Linked DNA regions of Hordeum vulgare: region 1 is linked to region 2. A link is a contact called in public Hi-C data. All regions are on one chromosome and are shown on one strand. Each heading gives the region's core, a stretch centred on a gene start, on an enhancer-like site or on the middle of the called end of the contact. The rest is flanking DNA. Distances are from core to core; before and after follow the strand shown.

Region 1 (3,629 bases), core at 1,080-3,579, 920 kb before region 2:
ATACGATGCAATTCAAAAACAATAATCACAAGACTTACAGAATGCAATAAAAAATGAATAATCACAAGACTTACAGAATGCAACAAAAAATGACTTGTACTGGCAATTGTACAGGGAGTTAAGAAACTCTGAGAGGTGTGGTACTTTGCCTATCACTGCAAGGATTTCTGGTGCATCCACCACCTGAAAAATTTGTTTTGTTAGAGATAACTACGGCAAGAAAATATAACAGACGGAGCCAAGTTGAAATACCTTTTGCTTTAGAGATACACGATCCAATGAGATTATACTCGTGAGGACTGTATAGAAGATGAAAGTGTCGTATGGAAACAGCTCATAGGTTGTGAAAGTTGAGATGGAGTCCAAAAACAGGCTGGTAGCTTTCTTGAAGTTTCTAGTTGCCATGCAGTATAGGCCTTCGTACACTTTCAATCTGTTCTTTCTCTCCCAGTCACCTCCCTCCTCAAACAACCTAAAAGCAGTAGAATAAGTGGCCAAATACCATCACACTGGTGTTCCAAATGGCAGAATGGAACTCTACAGATGGAACAAAGGCTTACTTCTTTGCCTTATCAATTGATTTTGAGATGAGATCGAAGTCCATGTAGAAAAGGCCAATTTGCAAAGTGTAGAACACAAGATCCATCTTCTGGCCAATGGCTACAGTTTTTCCTTCAGTAACTTTAAGTTGTTCCAGTGCTTTTTCCTATAAAGTTGATTTCAGACAATAGAAACAGGTATATTTAGAACTTGTACTTTATTAACCAGGCATCAGATAATTATTTTACAAGTAAACAAGTTCATACCTTCTCGCCAACCTTTACAAAGTACAAGGACTTGGCAAGATGGGCTTCACGCACTTCACTCTCGCCCAAGTTCTCTTCAGCATCAGCAATTCTTCATATACAAAACAAAAGTTTAGTTTAGAGGAACCAAATTGGTACTCATCAAAATTTACAGCAGTGGAAATATTAGATACAAAATAACTGGGAAGAGCATCATGGATAATAAGAAACAAGCCTAATTCCATAATCATTGAACCAACGTGTTTTTAATAATTCAGCCTTCAGGAATACCCTGTCTACAATTCAAGATTACTAATAACTAATAATTTCTTTCATTCATCTCATCCAGAACATCGTATCTCAAAGAAACTCCACTTGCTCCTTAACATTGACTATTCAACCTAAATTGCCCTGCCTGACTGGTGGCCAGATGCACGACGCGGTCTTCCCAAGCTTCCCTGCAAAGGATTCGACAACGCGGTTCGCCTAGCTCGGCATCCCAGCTGAGTTGTAAGACCAAACCGACGGTGAGCTCTGGATCAAAGCAGGAGCGGAAGGGTTCCTTAGCATACGGATATAGCCTTGTACTAATCCTAGTGGCGTTGTCTTGCTGGCAGCCCTAGATAGCCAGCCCCCTGCCGTTGTACGAGTCACCATGGGCGACAAAACTCTGCAAATTCTGTGCGTGTTCGCCAAAAATCAAAAGGTTCTACCCTTCCTTAATATACTCTAATTACTCTTCTCAATGCCTGGTTGTAAATTCCGAAAGAGCTATAGTTTCCTAATACTAATAACGGACTCAGTTCTGACAGAAATATAGAACACAAACAGGCACAGTTCTCACACAAAATTGGGGAACATTCCAATTTACTTCGCAGTCTTTGGAGGACGGTAAACATTATGAGCAGTTTGGTATAAGACTCACTTCCTGCGTCCAAAACACGAAGTGCTAATTCATACCTATCCAGCGCAAAGCAATTTACTGACAAGATCTATCGTCTACTTTTGACCACGTCTAGAACCCGAATTAGCACTAGACCGAGCTCTACAAAAGAATTAAGCAGAACGAGAGGGCAAACCCACTCACTTCTCATCGAGCTTGCGGATCTCCTCGTCGATCCGGGCGCGCATCTCGGCGAGCAGTGCGGCGTCCGGCTCCAGCACGCCCGTGGCGGCCAGCGACTCGAACAGCGGCGCCATGTCTGGCAATCAACCCCACGAAAGAAAAAACAGATCAGTTTAGCTGGCACACTGGATAAGCGGCGAGGGGGGCGGGACGGTGCGGTACCATCGGATTTGACGGCGGAGAGCACGTCGGAGCGGATGTCGACCTTGGAGAGGTCGTCAACGTCGGGGTGGGAGAGCAGGAAGAGCTTGTGGGCAAGCAACAGGTGCTTCTCCTGCTTCCCATCCTCGCCGCTGGTGCTTCCGCCGCCACCGCCTCCGTCCATCTCGTCGCCGCTCGTTTGGGTTGAGGGCACTTCCCTCCGGTTGGTTCGCTTGGATCGCACGGCGTCGGGAGTTCTGACAGGCCGTGGGTAGGTTCGAGTTGGAAGTTAGGGGCCAGAGCTGGCCAAACAGGCTGGCCCGGCCCATGCTAATCATGCATGGCACGGGACGGCCCATTGGGATACGGTTAGTAAGTGGGTTGTGTCATATCGAACCGTGTGCTGCATGTTCAGGCCTAGTACAGCCTACTCCCTTCGTTTTTAAATATAAGTCTTTTAAGAATTTTTATTAAAAAAGTACATACAGATGTATATAGACATACATTAGAGTATAGATTCGTTCATTTTACTTCGTATGTAGTCCTTTAATAGAATCTTTAAAAAGACTTATATTTAGGAACGGAGGGAGTAGTTAGTAAATGAGTCAGTATATTGGACCGTTTAATGCGATGGGTTGAATATTTTTAAGATTGTTGGACTGGTTTTTAGGACTATTATGATGTATTTTAAGTGTATGTACATAATTTTTTTTAAAAAATACGGATCATGTCGTGCTAGCTCACGAGTCCAATCTCCAAGCCTAGGCATGGCCCAAGACGTGTTGTATGTCGTGTCTGGTCCATGGCGGGTCGTGTCGTCGTGCTCGCGGGCTGGTCTGGTTGGCTCAACCCGTTTGTCCAACTTTGTTAGGGGGTAGGGTTTCTTTCTAGTTAGGGCTTGGACTTGTCCTTATAGGTCAAATGGATAGATTCTAGGATTAGACCGGCATCAACCTTTTACTCGAAATTTCAAAACGTAAAAGTTCACAGCATAAAGAATTCCAAAAAATCTACTGAGTTTTAATTTGTAACAAATAGATAAAATGAATGAGACAAACATCTAGATTTTGTCCATTGCAAATGAACTGGGAAAATGTGGAATACTCGAAGAAAAATAACAAACAATTAAAGTTTTTTACCAGAAATTCAAAACACCAAAGTCCATAACTCAACAAATTTAACATCACTATTTTCTATTGAAAAAACCAGAAAAAACACATTCATGATCTATGGCACAAGCAATGATGTATGGATTGCAATTTGCCATACAAATGGGGTGTCACGGTAAGGACGGCTATGAGTACACATTATCGAGTAACCGATGGGTAAAAATTATGTTAAGGTAAGAGTATGGGACAAAACATGCCCATGGGTATATAAAACATGGAATCTCAAACTTATCGGGTAGAGGGGGTTCGGATATGAGATCGTATAACCCATACCCGCGCACACATGTACCCTTATAGAATATCAGAAGCGGGCTTGGTATTTTGGTTGAACTTGTTATAATGTTCAAAGTTTATTGTAATGCTTATTTCATGATTTTATGTATGCCCAAAGTATCTTTAGCTTTATTA
Region 2 (3,277 bases), core at 59-2,558:
AAACAGCTCACCAAAATTGACGAGAAGAAGTACACATGTTTCATATGATTTGTGGGCGCATTACAAGGACTCAATACCATGTACAGCTATTAAATTGCTACTCGTGGTTAAAATATGACCAAGAACACAAGGACTAATAAACTCAGACGGAGGTAGTAATAGCTAAGAATTTAGAGAAAGAAAGAAAATTACCTACTGCAGGACCTCTGGCTGGGTGGTTCTTGGCTGTGCGATGGATGATGCTGGCAATCCGGTGGTTACTGTTGTGCCGCTGCTGCTCGGCTGCTCCTTGTGGCCCACAATTAGAGACAATAGCCAAAATACCACTATGAGAAACCAAACTTGCCAAAATACCACTATGAAAAACAAACATGCCAATATAGCACTACTTTCAGTTTTCTCTTGCCAAAATACCATTAGTGACTAAGACTAACACCATCCAAAGAAGACTTCTATGCCCTTACCTCTTCACAGCCCAAGTATACATTTCAGCAAACAAAAAGCAGCTACGGTGCAACATTTTAACAGCCAATTGACATGAAAACATCACCAACTCAACATAATCTTACTTTGCATCATCCAACAACAATATAGCCCCTTTTGTACACTCGTTTGCCGTCTACAATCGTCAAGTAAGACTGAACATCTATTTCTACCTTGTAATCGCCCATGGAATCGTTTCTGAAACACATAAACACAGCAAAATCTAAATTTGCTGCACTTGCAATGAGAAAATTCATGGAAAACCGGGGGGGGGGGGGGGGGGGGGGGGGGGGTTTACCTTCTGCTGTTGTGATGTAGTGACTGGCAGCAAGTTGCTGCAGGCAGAGGAGCCGGGCACTGCCGAGAGAGGGGCGGCCGAGCAGGTTGGGGCACCTGCAACCCGTGCCAATGGAGGCACGCGGGAGTCCCGGGGCAGGCGAGCAGGACAGGAGGGCGAGGCAGAGCAGGGACGCAGGACGAGGCGAGCTGCGGCTGCGGGCCGGATGGCGCCGGAGCCCAGCCAGGCGCCGCCCTCGGAGAGGATTGACGGGCGCCGGGCGCCGAGCTGCCCAGGCACGCGACCAGGCAGGAGAAGGCCGGGCGACAGAGGAGGCTAGGGCCGGGGATGGATGGCGGAGAGGATTAGAGGGAGAGGGGAGCTGCGGTCGACGGGCGCCGGGCGCCGGGCTGCCCAGGCACGCGACCAGGCAGGAGAAGGCCGGATGACAGAGGAGGCTAGGGCCGGGGATGGATGGCGGTGAGGATTACAGGGAGAGGGGAGCTGCGGTCAGCCGCCGGCGAGGGCTGCTTCTTCCTCGCGCCGTCATGGCTGTTGGGTGCGGGAGGGCTTTTTTTTTTTAAGAAACAGGGTACGGGAGGGCTGGATAGGGTTAATTTTGAAATAGGAAAAAGTCAAAAACAAACCTTAAGACCCTGTTTGGTTCCAAATAAGTCACCAACTTATAAGCTAAAAAGTGTAAAAGTGACTTATTTTACCAAACAGACCCAACTTATAAGTCACCCCAACTTATCTCTCCCTAATAATAAAGCAAATACTGTTTCTGATCGTCTTGAAAATTATTCCTAAAGTTTGCATAAATTACTTACCATGCCATCGATAAGTAATTAAAAACGTTTCACAAAGCAAAAAATGGCCGGCCCATGTAAAAACCTTCTATATTACCTTCTGCATGCTGGAAGAATTTCCAGCACACCATATGGACCGGCCCATGCACATGCGCCTGCTTTTAGTTCCGTTTATTTATTTATTTTCAGTTTCGTTTTATTTTTTTATTTTAAATAATTAAAAACTTCAAATAATCTTTAATATTTTAATAAACTGAAAATTATAAATCAACATATTTAAAAAATTAAAATGTTTGTGACTTCAAAAACTGCTCGAAGTTTTGTGAAAAATGCTCGCATACACAATAAAATGTTTGCAATTTTAGAAAAATGTTTGTACAATAAGAAAAGTCCATGATCTCAAATACAATTCCATGTAATAAAAATTATTAAAGGCATTTAACAAAATGATTTCTAATTTAAAAATATGTTAATGCATTTAAAAAATGTCTTAAAATTTTAAAAATAGCTAATGCCTGTTTTGATAGTTTCTTTTTTTATTTAACGTTCCATTTTTGTTTATTTATATTTAAATAATTTAGAATTACAAAAACTTTTGCATATTATAAAATAGGAATTTTGATTTAAAATGCTGACGAATTTTTATTTTGAATTAAAAATAGGGTTCAAAAAGAGCGTCGAATTTTTATATTCTTTTGCAAATTTCAAAACAATGTCCATGAATTTAATAAATATATTACTGATTTATAAAAATGTTTGTTCATTCAGAAAAACTTCATGCGTTTCAAAAAATGTTTGTGAATTTAAAATAAAATTCTCCAACATCAAAAATTATGTTCGTCTTTTCTTAAATTGGTCGCCAATTCGAAAGAAAATATTTAAACCCGTTCAAAATATAAAAAATATTCACGATTTTTACTAAATGTTTGTAAATTGTAAAAAATGTTCTCAATTTTAAAATTGTTCCCATATTTGTAAAATTGTTCACAAAGTTCTAATGTATGTAGTTAAACATTAATGCTTCTAAGTCTTTGTGACAATATACATGTGTGAATTTTGAAGAATTAACTGTTGGATGGATCGGATTATTATTGTATGTTTTCTAAGAAAAAATCTTGAAATTCAGAATAAATCTTTGAGTTACCAAGATTTTTGACAACCATGATATATATTTTTTGAAAATGTAAAGATTACTTCAAGCGATGATATGTTAATAAATTTGTGCACAAAATTTCTAAATCAAGCGATGATATGTGAACATAATATGGTCACCATCATTGGAGATTATGTTTTTTTTCGTGGCAACGCTCGGGCCCTTTTGCTAGTAAGTCATAAGTTGCTACACCCCAACTTAAAACTTATAAGTCACCCACTTTTGCATGAGAAGGTGACTTATAAGTGAGATGGCAACCAAACAAACATGACTTATAAGTCACTGGTTTTAAGTCACGTGACTTATAAGTCACCTGACTTAGGCCATGTTTGGTTCCAAATAAGTCACCAACTTATAAGTTGAAAAGTGCAAAAAGTGACTTATTTTGCCAAACAGACCCAACTTATAAGTAACCACAACTTATAAGTCATAGGTTGCTCCATCCCAACTTAAAACTTATAAGTCACCCACTTTTGCATGAAAAGGTGACTTATAAGTCAGATGACAACCAAACAGGCGTGACTTATAAGTCACTGGTTTTAAGTCATGACTTAT

The links. A called contact is a pair of places that touch in the nucleus more often than the background predicts.
Region 1: a contact with region 2 is called in a Hi-C map of seedling, with 3 times the contacts expected there. The contact joins the promoter of LOC123405553 here to the promoter of LOC123401502 in region 2. A contact is called at or near these places in 2 of 6 Hi-C or Micro-C datasets (leaf and seedling).

What each region holds. Positions count from the first base shown.
Region 1 is chr6H:336,188,109-336,191,737 of MorexV3_pseudomolecules_assembly, reverse strand. LOC123405553 (26S proteasome non-ATPase regulatory subunit 6-like) reads right to left here and starts at 2,329. Exons shown (of 8, transcript XM_045099200.1): 1 at 2,074-2,329; 2 at 1,873-1,987; 3 at 807-897; 4 at 561-706; 5 at 253-472; 6 at 75-183. The coding sequence starts at 2,236.
Region 2 is chr6H:335,271,904-335,275,180 of MorexV3_pseudomolecules_assembly, reverse strand. It overlaps LOC123401502 (telomere length regulation protein TEL2 homolog), which reads right to left and starts at 1,308. Exons shown (of 15, transcript XM_045095326.1): 1 at 782-1,308; 2 at 193-282.